Linked DNA regions of Mus musculus: all the other regions are linked to region 4. The links are chromatin contacts, called in public ChIA-PET and Hi-C maps. All regions are on one chromosome and are shown on one strand. The core of a region is the stretch at or near the end of the contact, and the rest is flanking DNA. Distances in the headings are between cores, read along the strand shown.

What was found. ChIA-PET counts read pairs in DNA pulled down with a chosen protein or histone mark. A called contact is a pair of places that touch in the nucleus more often than the background predicts.
Region 1: a Hi-C map of uterus shows a contact between it and region 4, with 2.7 times the contacts expected there. The contact joins two enhancer-like sites. A contact is called at or near these places in 4 of 39 promoter capture datasets (the 3T3-L1 cell line, the SN4741 cell line, cranial neural crest and 1 more), 2 of 484 Hi-C or Micro-C datasets (nephron progenitors and uterus), 15 of 115 datasets of contacts at active chromatin or transcription factors (SST interneurons, VIP interneurons, bone marrow-derived macrophages and 7 more) and 3 of 9 other capture datasets (embryonic stem cells, macrophages and pancreatic islet).
Region 2: an SMC1A ChIA-PET map of the G1E-ER4 cell line shows a contact between it and region 4, with 8 read pairs. The contact joins two enhancer-like sites. A contact is called at or near these places in 1 of 15 datasets of contacts at CTCF or cohesin (the G1E-ER4 cell line), 2 of 484 Hi-C or Micro-C datasets (the G1E-ER4 cell line and cochlea) and 3 of 115 datasets of contacts at active chromatin or transcription factors (T-cell acute lymphoblastic leukemia, embryonic basal ganglia and embryonic stem cells).
Region 3: a Hi-C map of the G1E-ER4 cell line shows a contact between it and region 4, with 4 times the contacts expected there. The contact joins the promoter of 9230112J17Rik here to the enhancer-like site in region 4. A contact is called at or near these places in 2 of 15 datasets of contacts at CTCF or cohesin (the G1E-ER4 cell line and hippocampal excitatory neurons), 16 of 484 Hi-C or Micro-C datasets (ECoMG-derived neutrophils, the G1E-ER4 cell line, cortical neurons and 7 more), 8 of 115 datasets of contacts at active chromatin or transcription factors (T-cell acute lymphoblastic leukemia, a colorectal cancer cell line, embryonic basal ganglia and 4 more) and 1 of 9 other capture datasets (embryonic stem cells).

Annotation. Positions count from the first base shown.
Region 1 is chr9:60,671,317-60,674,016 of GRCm38.p6, reverse strand. It overlaps Lrrc49 (leucine rich repeat containing 49), which reads left to right. Exons shown (of 17, transcript NM_145616.4): 7 at 2,656-2,700. Among named protein-coding and RNA genes, the nearest start is that of Lrrc49, 15 kb to the left of the region's middle. Within about 2 kb of position 1,271, at least 4 of the 459 cell types and tissues checked have an H3K27ac peak or open chromatin away from gene starts, as enhancers often do. A contact at or near this core is called in uterus, where this site is marked.
Region 2 is chr9:60,569,965-60,572,664 of GRCm38.p6, reverse strand. No RefSeq gene overlaps it. Among named protein-coding and RNA genes, the nearest start is that of 9230112J17Rik, 25 kb to the right of the region's middle. Within about 2 kb of position 1,299, at least 3 of the 459 cell types and tissues checked have an H3K27ac peak or open chromatin away from gene starts, as enhancers often do. A contact at or near this core is called in the G1E-ER4 cell line, where this site is marked.
Region 3 is chr9:60,544,464-60,547,320 of GRCm38.p6, reverse strand. It overlaps 9230112J17Rik (RIKEN cDNA 9230112J17 gene), which reads left to right and starts at 1,439. Exons shown (of 4, transcript NR_040464.1): 1 at 1,439-1,595.
Region 4 is chr9:60,275,015-60,277,793 of GRCm38.p6, reverse strand. All of the region lies in intron 6 of Thsd4 (thrombospondin, type I, domain containing 4), which reads left to right. Among named protein-coding and RNA genes, the nearest start is that of 2010001M07Rik, 58 kb to the left of the region's middle. Within about 2 kb of position 1,338, at least 23 of the 459 cell types and tissues checked have an H3K27ac peak or open chromatin away from gene starts, as enhancers often do. A contact at or near this core is called in the G1E-ER4 cell line, cortical neurons, nephron progenitors and 1 more, where this site is marked.

The DNA.
Region 1 (2,700 bases), core at 22-2,521, 400 kb before region 4:
GCTGGAGAGATGGCTCAGTGGTTAAAAGCACTGGCTGCTCTTCCAGAGGTTCTGAGTTCAATTCCCAGCAACCACATAGTGGCTCACAACCATCTGCAATGGGATCAGATGCCCTCTTCTGGTGTGTCTGAAGAGAGTGACAGCGTACTCACATACATAAAATAAATAAATCTTAAAAAAAAAAGAAAGAAAGTGCTTTCCTCCCTCCCCTTCCCCTTCTCCCTCTCCCTCCTTTCCCCTCCCTCCCTCTTCAAAAAGAAAAAAAAAAAAAAAGAAGTCCTAAGGAGTGCTCTGGTACACTCTGGTGAGCTCTGGAGAGCAGAAGGGACCTGACTGAGCATCTCCAGCTGTGTCTTGTGGATGGCTTTCTGTCCCCCGTTAGTCAGAACAGATTTCTCCAGCTTCTTTTGAAAATCCCCCAGGCAGTGGAACCAGTGCTGATAAGCTTCTAGGTTCAGATGGCCAGGGGAGCTTCTTCAGTGCTGTTGCCTTTGTGTCCTTTCGACCTTGGTCTCAGGTTTGATGTCATTTACATGATTTCCCAAGAACCTCCAGCCCCACTTTGCTCTGTTTAAGAGCACATGGGTCCCATTGAGACCCCAGATCAGAGAGCTCTGATAACTGGGCCTCTATATCAGAGTGTTCTGGGTGAAGACAAATTTTCTTATCCCTGGAGATAAGTTTCGAAATGTTAAATGCATAATACTGGGGTTGGAGAGATGGCTCAGATGCTCGCCAACAAGCATGAGGACATGAGGTCTCCACTTAAAAATGCCCGGCATGATTATATGCACTTGTAACCCCAGTGATAGGGAGTGGAGACAGGCAGATTATTGAGGCTTGCTGGCCAGGTGGTATACTCAAAATGGTGACCTTCAGGTTTGGAGAAACATCCTGTCTCAAAAAGAAAAAACCAAACAACAACAACCAAGAGAGAAGTGAATAGAGCCAGATATCCTCACATCAACCTCAGACACAATATGGACCTCCATACACACAAGTGAGTGTCTACACACACACACCACATACACATACATATGCACATACATATATGCATACGCATACATCACAGTGCTCACACATATGCACATACATATGCCTCCTCAACACCCCCCACCCCGCGCTCGAGCATGCGTGTGTGCACACACACACACACACACACACACACACACACCCTATTTCTGGATAGGTAGCTTAACCAGTGTTTGCATAACTCAGTATGAGAACCAGCTGGAGGACAAAACTAGTTCAAAGGAGCGTAGGAGGAGCTGAGCACTGATGTTTTAGCAAGCTCTCCAGCTAAGTCTGATTCACATAAGAGTTTGACCCACTGTTTTAGGCCAGATGACAGAATGGGATCAGTGAATTCTCTAGCAACCATGAGGTCAGATTGCTGTTGGAAAGCAAGACTCTGCCTAAGCCATATGGCTGGGCTCCTGTAACTTCCTCCAAGTGGTCTAGGAATATCAGGAGCAAAACAAACAAACAAACAAACAAACCCCAAACCAAAATAAAGTGAAAAGAGAAATCATCTGTTAACCAGACATTTAGATGTTAGCTAGGATGGTTTGAAGTACCCGGCCTTAGGAAAAGGCTTTTGAGTTCACAAGGACACACATGGTTTGATGAATAGTATGGCATACCCTGCTCTCAGTGAAGGTCATGAGTCCACAAGGATGCACATGGTTCGAGTGAAGTGAACTAGGAGTACTGGTAGATTAAATTGATTTCCAGGAAAAGAATAGGCTCTGAGGTTTTAGGAGAGACAAATAAGGGGGTTGTGGGGAGTGTGCTATGTCTGAAGGGGGAAAAGAGCTAAAGCCGTGCTGCAGTGGTGCTGGGTGGGAGAGGGAGACTATTCTTATCAGTAAGTTAGACTGAGTTGGGTGGTGATGGAGTTCTTGTTCTGGCAATGATGTCAGCTGAGGTCTGAAAGTGTTAGACATTCACGAGGTTTAAGTGTGCACTGTGGCTTGCCTTCTGGAAGCACTGCCGAGGTAGACATTGCTCTTTGAGACAATAAATAATGACAAGAGGAATAGGTAATGATAGACAAGACACTTGGTGGTAAAGGTGAGGTTTTATGTCATTCCTCTCTCCCTACTGAGTAGTTATGGTGTGAATCTGTAGCACCCATAGGAACCGTGAAAATAAGAGGTACTTTTCATGCTAAGAGTGTGCTTGTGGGCAGCAAGGCAGGCAGAGTAGCCGTAGAGGGCAGCAGTGAGAAGAGCATGGGTAGACCTAACCACCAGGGCAGTTTCAATTTTAGCAATGAAATTTAAATTCTTTTATTTTTTATTTTAAAGCATCATCTTGCTCTGTTGCCTCAAGCTCTCTCTGAATTCCCAAACTTCTGGACACGAGTGATCAATCATCTCGCTTTAGCCTTTTAAGTAGTTGGGACTATAGTCATGTGCCACTGTGCCTGGCACTGCCCCCTCCACCCCAACACACACTTTGACCTAAGGTTGGAAGTAGAACTGCTTTTCTCTAAAGTAAGACATTTATGCGCCTGTCACTGCTCTGTGTGTGCAGTGGGAGAGCAAGAATTTAAATATTAAGATGAGTACCTTGCTGCCTCAGCCCGCTCTGACTCCTCATAGGTGTGAAGTGTCTGCATTGCTTTTCAGTTCTTCTTATTCTGATTTTCAGAATCAAGAAAATCTCAAATCTGGAGAATCTAAAAAATTTAGATGT
Region 2 (2,700 bases), core at 50-2,549, 290 kb before region 4:
TGGTCGTGAGCTGCCGTGTGGGTGCTGAGAACCAGTGCTGGGTCCTCTGGAAGAGCAGCTCCTATGTGTAACTGCTGAGCCCTTGCTCCTGCCCCTCCCTGAAGCCCAAACTTTATATAGAATTGCTAACCTACAATTGTGCTTTCAGGTCACAGGATGGTCCTTGTGCATGGGTAAAACCATTGGTTCGTAGATTCTCCCTGGAGTGTTCTTTCCATCCCGTGTGTACACTGGCCTCAGCTCACTATTTTAGTTCATTTACCTTGTAATGTTGATTCACTCATCATTTCTCTTCCAACAAGTTTCCTTTTACAGGTATATTTTTATTTGTATTTATGTGTGTCTGCATGTGTGTATACGACCTGAATGCAGTGTCCACAGAGGCCAGAAGAGGTCTCCTAGAGCTGGAGACATGGCTTCTGGGAACCACTCTTGGGTCCTCCGCAAGAGCAGCAAGCACTCTTCACCACTGAGCCATCCTCTAGCCAGTTTTGTGAGATGGGGATAATCACAACAGAGATAAAGGCTTTGAAAAAAGTATACTCAGCAGAAATCTACTGAGTCTTTAACACATGGCAGACATGACGCATGGCTGTGTGATTCCCATGAACAGTGACCACTGCCAACATAGAATACACATGGTGAAGTGGGAAGTTCTACTTTCTTTGGGCACTCAATTGTGTCATGTGATGTTTTTCTACGTACCTGTTCTTGTGGCCTAAGTTTCCTTGGGAGTGTCTCTCTCCTTTGTTGTTCTGTCTCTGGCAGTTAGTAAAATATCAGTTGACTGCTAAAGATTTCCCACGGTCTTTGTAGATAAACCCGTTTCACAGACAGTCCCCATTCTTAGTATCTGTCTTATTTAGTTTCTGTTGCTGTAGTAAAACATCATGACAACTTGGGGAGGAAAAGGCTTGTTTCCCTTTACAGTTTTAGCACAGACCTTCATCTGAGGAACTCAAGGCAGGACCCTGAAGCAGAGGCATGGACGAACACTGCTAACTGGCTTACTCCTCATAGCTTGATCAGGCTGCTTTCTTATACACCCAAGGACCCCTTGCCCAGGGATACCACCACCCACAGTGAGCTGCTCCCCCACCCAACACACATACAGTGGGATGTCTCTACTACATTGATCATTAACCAGGAAATGCGCTCATAGACTTACACTTGGGCCAATCCGATGGGAACATCTTTCTTAACGAGATTTCCCCTTCTCAGATGAATCTAGCTTGTGTCAAGTTGACAAAACCAGGGCAGCAGCTCTGCATCCTGCTCTTCCAATATCTCTATGCTGCCGGCCTGTGCAACTCCCAGATGCCAAGCTCAGACCTTTAGAAGCAAGCATCAAAGAGCATTCGGAGCAATCCCATGGTGGCTCTTCCTAACAGACAACCGTTACATCTTATCAAAGTCACCATGTGTGCACAACAAAGAGAGCAGAAGAGGAAAATATGTACTCTTGATACTAGATAAGAAGACCTCACGGGTATTGCAGTGGCCAAAGATGGAAATCATTAGGCATGATGAAAGTGCTGTAAGGCAGAAGAGAATAAAAATGCAAAGCATGTGTACCAAATGCTGGAAATGCCTCTCAAAGACAGACTCTCTCTCTCTCTCTCTCTCTCTCTCTCTCTCTCTCTCTCTCAGTGGAAACGTGTCCCTCATCATGCATAAAATCTCCTTGTCATTGTTGTTGGATGTTGTGTGAGGCAGTGCATATGTGTGGTATATGAGTGTACATGTATGTGCAAATTCATGTGTCTGTGTGTGTTTATACCGGTGTGTGTGTGACCACAGGATTACACTGGTAGTCTTTCTCTATCGCTCTCTGCCTTTATTCCATGAGTTCACCATTTCAGCTAGGATGACTAGCTAGCAAGCACCTTGGATCTGCCTGTGTCTGCTCCCTAGTGATGTGGTTATAGTCATACATGAGTGGTCCTGACTTTTTATGTAAGTACTGAGGATTTGAACTCAGGTCCTCATGTATGCATAGACAGTGCTTTTTACCCTTATCTCCATATGAGCCACGTTTCCAGCCTGAACTTTTGATTTCTTAACAGGCTTACAAGGACACCTTGGCAGCTCATCGCAAGTCTCCATCAGCTCTGCCCATCTCATTCAACAGTGGCTGGGTACCTGTCCTGAGAACTTACGTTGGTGATGGTGACCGTTTCAAGGGAGCTATGCAAGACACAAGCAGCACTTGGTTCAGAATTGGCAAGACGCTTTCCTAAGGGTTGGCCAAGATTGATTTGTTACCCTGAGAAACATTTCTTGAAGACTGGCCTGGGAATGCCTTCCTCAGAGCATTGCTCTTAGATGAGCTATGAGAAGTCTTTAATTTGAGCTGTCTGTCTCCATACCAACCTGTGAACAGGCTCCTGGAGGAGTCTTCTGCCTAGCACATTTTGAGACCAGTGTTTTGACCAATGGTGTCATTTGAGTCAAGTGCCTCCGAGCCAGTCCCTGAAGTCAGGTAAGGAGGCCCTGCAACACGACCCACCTACACCGCCGATGTTACTTGATCAGATGCCAAATGATATAGGCCTGTATTAATATGAGGAAATGGTTTTGCAACAAGAAGAAACATTCAAAGAAAGCTTGTCTAAAAAGCTTTAAAGTAGTCACTTCACCCATCTTCAGATGTCAAGGGTTTATACCTGTCTTCCCACACTACAATGAGGCAGCAGACTT
Region 3 (2,857 bases), core at 190-2,689, 270 kb before region 4:
TGAATCATAATGTAAATATCTGATATGCAGGATTGACCCCGGTGAAGGGCCATTTGGCCTTCAAAGGAATCAAGACCCACAGATTGAGAACCACTGGACTAGAGAATACAGGTGGGGAAGGACGAGGGGGCAGGGCTCCATCTATGTAGTCACGGGGAACCTGTCCTCACAGCTGGGTGCCACAGACCTTCCAGTGAGACCTGCCCATAACCCTCTCATGGGTTAATACTCTTGGGTTCCCCTGGGGAACTTTGGTGAACTGTATCTTGGTTTGTTGTCAGGACCTCAGGAGGAGGGGCAGATGCTGTTTACGTCTCTCCCAGGGAAGGACTTTTAATAATCATTTCACCTCCGCAGTCTCTCGGGCCCTCGTGAACGGAGTTCTCCAAGGTTGATTGGTTGAATTCCTGACTGAGGAGAGCCAGAACATAGTAGGTTTGTACCCAAAGGATCTTAGCTATTGTTAGACTCCTTAAATCCACGCGTGACCCGCCTCTGTGTTTTCCTAACACCCTTTGCCTTAGGTAAATCTTTTTCTGGGGCTCTAGGAGATGTACAAGCAGACCTCTATCTCCCACCAACCCAAAGGCTAGGATTCATCCAAGAGCATCCGAGACCCATTACAGACACTCCCCTGCTTTTCTGTAACCCATCTATGACATTTTTCATGACTTTTTTTTTCATGACATTCTTTGTCCTGTTCCTGTAAATACTTAATTATTTTGTCACCACATTGGACCATGGCACTGAAATAATCTGATTTAGTTTCTCAGTCACTATCACTCACATTTGGCTTCAGAATTTACCCCACCTTGTTTCCTTTGAGGTGAGAGCTGTGTTCTATACAGACACCTATGTAAACTTTATCTACTGAAGGTCTTATCTCAGGATTTGACCCAGACAGACACCTTCCTTATCTGCCCTACCAGCTGACCTGGATATACCCAGTAGTCATAAGGGAAGAGGAAGCCAGCTTCCCTCTAGACATAGACTAGATTATATCTCAGAATACTACAAGGTACAGCCTTTCCAGCGCCTTATCAAGTGCCCCTAGTCTCTCTGCGGTCAACATGTGCAGTGTGTGTGTGTGTGGGGGGGGGGGGTGGATGTGAAAATGAGGCTCATCTGAGCATGAGAAGCACCTGGCCACCTGACCATAAGGATTCCATGCGAGTCTCTGTTAGCCAGGAAGGTCTATGTAAGAACTAGGTCAGTTCTTCTTCATCAAACACCTGGCAGAGCCTCCCTCTGAATGGAAGTTCAGCCAGAATTAAGACTCTTTTTCTATTGTTAACATCTATCAAATTTTAAATGATCTAAGATAATTTTTAAGCGTAGCCGGGCTCATATTTCATACTCAGATAGATGCAGCTTGAACAGTGCTAGGCACATGATTCAGCAATTTCCCAGGGATCTTTGCTTCTCTTCTCGCAGGGATGGATTAGAAATAACCACCAGTAGTGACTCCAGAGGAGCTGGCCGTCTGCAGAGGCTGGAATGTCTTGACTACAGCTGCTGACCTGTTGCTGTACACTGCCGGTCCCCCGTGATGTCAGCCCCAGGTGGTCTTGCTTCTTCTCCAGCTCCTGAAGAAGGTAAGAACCCTCTGAGCTCCCAGGCAAGTTCCTAGGGGCAAAATAGCCTCAAATAGGAGCTCCAGAGTCACCAGAAATACAGGTTTACTCCCCAATCCCAGAACACACCCCCTTTCCCTGCAGAACACTGTTTACCCACGCCCACACCCCGGAAGCAGGGAAGCCTGTGAGTTACCTGATAAGGCTTCTGAGGGCAGAGGAGCACGCGGAAGTCCATGCCCTCTTTCCTCTCAACTCCTTCCTTTGCAATCCTTTAATGGTAGATCCACATAGCAAGACCCACAGCCAATGGCGGTGCCCTATGCACCCCTTCTGAGCCCCACCATGTTGCCTTAAAGAAACACGCCCGGAAATGGAGTTTCTTGAACGGTTCCTGGATACTTTCCAGAGGAACCCTGGCAACATGTACAAATGCCTTTTTATTTTCCAAATAAACATTAACAAATACTTTCTGCCTTTCTTTAGCACCGGGACCAGGTTTGATGAGCATTCAGGTGACAGTTTTCTGGGTTTGGGGGTGGGTAAACAGAAAGGATCGTCACATGTCATTTCTGTGGGTACTATGAATGTAGGGACGAGATCTTAGCGTTTTCTTCCAAATGAAGGAGTTTTAAGCTGGGGGTGGGGTGGGGTGATGGTGGTGGGGAATCTCCATGGAAGAGAACAAAGGAAGAAAGAGATAGATGAAGGTGTTGGGCCTTAAAAGTGAAGATCATTTAATTTGTTCCCAAACTGCAGCACATTCAAGTGTGACAGGGAGCCATAGTTGGTAAGGAGCCTGGGAGATCATCTGAAGAGCATGATTGCATTGAACAAACAGGGCATGTGGTTATGCTAACATCAGAATTAGTCTACTGAGCAGGCTGCTGGTCGTTTCTGCTATTTGTGAAGCCCTGACACAAAATTTATGACAGAAGGAGCTAGGGGTCAGGCAGTCACCTGGACACAGCCCAGGGTGTGAAGCCCTTCACTGGGAGCCCATTGTGACCGGAACTTTCTGGAACTTGTCTTTTGTGGCTAGCCATGGTCCACCTCATTCTCCTCGCCTTTATCCTTCCATGGGGTTGAGGGAGGGATGAAGATGGCAAAACAGAGATGTGCACATGCTAACCAAGTGTCCACGAAGACTTGAACATTTAATACAGTCATCAAAATAATCATTGTTTCAGTTGTTGAACTAGAGTTACAGTTCTGTGGTAAACATGCTGTCTTCTTCTTCATGTGATATTAAACTAACCAGGAGCCATATAATCTCCCCTTGT
Region 4 (2,779 bases), core at 89-2,588:
TTAAGAGAATGCATTGCTCTTGCTGAGGACCTGAGTTGGTGTCTGAGCACCCATGCTGGGCAGCTCACAACTGTCTGTAATTCCAACTTTAGAAGATCTAGTGCCCACTTTGGTCACCCACACTCACATGTGTATGTAAATTTAAATGTGTATGTATGCATTTAAAATAATTAAAAAAGACTTTTAAAAAGCAACAAAAATAAAGAGAACATCAGAATGGAGTGAGATGCTGAGGAAAGAGGAAGATGATGCTTAGAGAGCTGCCAACGGAAGAGAAAGAGGAGGAGCCTGGTGCTCTCTGTCCTGTGGGCACTGGGCCTTCCAGAGCTGTGCATTACTCGGCTTTCTGTCACTACATTGAAAGGTTGGCTTTTGTCTCACAGATGTCAGTGTTCCAGTACATGAGATGATTGCCCTTTGCTTTGAGCCAGGATTATATTATGGTAGGATTGATTATTAAAGAACAAATCTACTCACCTTATGACCAGGAAGCTGGGGGGTGGGGGGGAAGAAGAGGAGGAAGAGGAGAAGGAGAAATGAGGAGCCCTGTAATCCCTTTCAGAGGGGCCCTCAATAACCTGAAGACCTCCCACCAGCACCACCTTGGGAACCAAGCCATTAACATGGCTCAGGAAGACTTTATGATCTAAAGTGTGGCAGGCTGTTTTTGAGGCACTCCATCAAGGTTGAAGAACTCCAGCATTCATATAAAGAATGCCAGCATTCTGGAGTAGAACTCTCACATCAAATATACCAGAATGGCAAACCCAGCCTTGCCCTCCTCACCCACATGTGTGTAAATCTGTGTACTTTTGAAATCAAAGATGAAATGGTTGTTATTGAACAGTTAGCCCTGACAAATAAAGGCACTCAGGTGGTGTAAGAAGCTAAGACCATAGTTCAACGGAATGCCAACTCCCTGGAGTTCAGAAACCTCTGACCTTCAGGCAGACAATCTCCTGACTCAGGAGGGTTTTGTAGAGGTTTTTAGGACTGACCTAAGGATGTCCTGTTGTCAGGGAAGACAGATGGGAAGGACATGTCTAACCCTGGGCTGGGGCTGTCCCGTAAATATCACAGATAAACATTGCCACCAGGGACCTTAGGAAAAGGAAGAGGGACAGCTGCTTTCAGTCAGATAGTGACAGGTACTTGAGAGAAACTAGAAATGGATATATTTACAGGAAAAACAAAACTTAACTTTGTGCCTTTAATGCAGACATCGGAGTTTCCAGCAGATGGAGATGTTCCCACATGAAAGAGACCGTTTACAGGTACCACTGCCCCAGACTTCCTGCTCCTTAGGACTGGATCACTCAGTCCTTGGGAGAGGCAGAGAGGACTTTGTAAAATGTCGGCTTCCTAGCTTTAAATCAGTTAGGTTTTCTATGGAGAACTTCAGGGAGACCAGGGCTTCTCTGAGAGTTGGCGTTTGAAAGGATAAAAGCCTTAGCTCACTCTTTCCTTGTTTGAGGTGGATTTGGCCCCTTGTCTTTTGTTTCTTAAGCCCTGTGTGTGTTTTTGTGTGTTTGTGTGTGTGTGTGTGTGTGTATTTGCATCATAGTACTGGATGCTTTAGGAGTCAAGTTTGCAAGCTTTAAGGTTTTGTTGTCTTTCTTTTTCTTCTTAGTTCTCTACTCTTCTGTCTGCAGGCCTAGGGTCAAGTTGTTTCCAGAGGCTGCCTGTATTCTGTTTGGGGGCCTTTGAAGGCTTGGTCAGGGCGCTTTTGCCTCAGGTTGGAAGAGCTGAAAGGCTGAGCTGGGAGAGAGCAATGAGGCTCACCTCATTAACATTTAAAACAACAACAACAAGGGCCGCCCTACTGCAGAAGGGGGGGGGGGGGATGATGATCGTGGGACTTTGTTGTCTGGGCGACCACGGGGTTAGGGAAACATTCTCAGATCTGCTGTAGGCTCCCTGGTTTGATGCTTTTTCTCGCTACAAATCATATGGCCCAACAGAGGGCTTCCATGAGGTGACAGTGTGGCTGCAAGCTTAAAAGGGATCGTTTTCATAACTTGTTTTTTCTTCCTTGGTCGTTTTCCTAATGGTTCAATACAGAAGATCTCAGATTGTATTTTGCTTCCTTTTTCGGATGATGAAGGGAAACGCTCTCAGATTTTAGGGTAAAGATAAATTCCAGGAGGAGGGTGAGTGGGTCACTGGGGGTGCACTACGCCACCTAGTGTCTGCTTCACTTTTCCCAAAGCATTGCATCAGTTATACAAAGCTACCGCTTTCATACTGAGCTCAATATGTTCATATAATTTGTAAAAAGAAATAAGGATTGGGGAGATGGTGTTGTGTTTTATAAAACCATGGTGCAATGTGGTGGGGTGGGGGGAGTCTGGGTGGGCCTGTGCCTAGGTGTCTACCTAAACAATCAGCCAGATATAAAAGGAAGTTTATTGGGAGAAGGGAAGGAGACGTGGGAAAGGGGGTAGAGGCAGAGAAAGAACAACAAAGGAGAGAGGGAGAGAGAGAGAGAATATGAATGAGAATGTGGTAACTAGTGGTCTTATGATGCCTGGATCCTGGCTCATGAAGCGACCTGATGCTAGGTTGCTGTTGGGTGGAGGCAGAAAAATTGCCAACAGATAGCACAGTCACAAAGTATTCAACCTGAAAACGTGAAGATGTGAGTTTGATTCCTGGAACCACATTTTTTAAAAATGTGGGAGGAGGAGCAGCAGCAGCAACAGCAGCTGCTAGGTTTGGTGGCTGTGTACTTAGAATCCCAATGCTAGGGGTGTGAAGACATTTGTATCTTTGGGCTCAC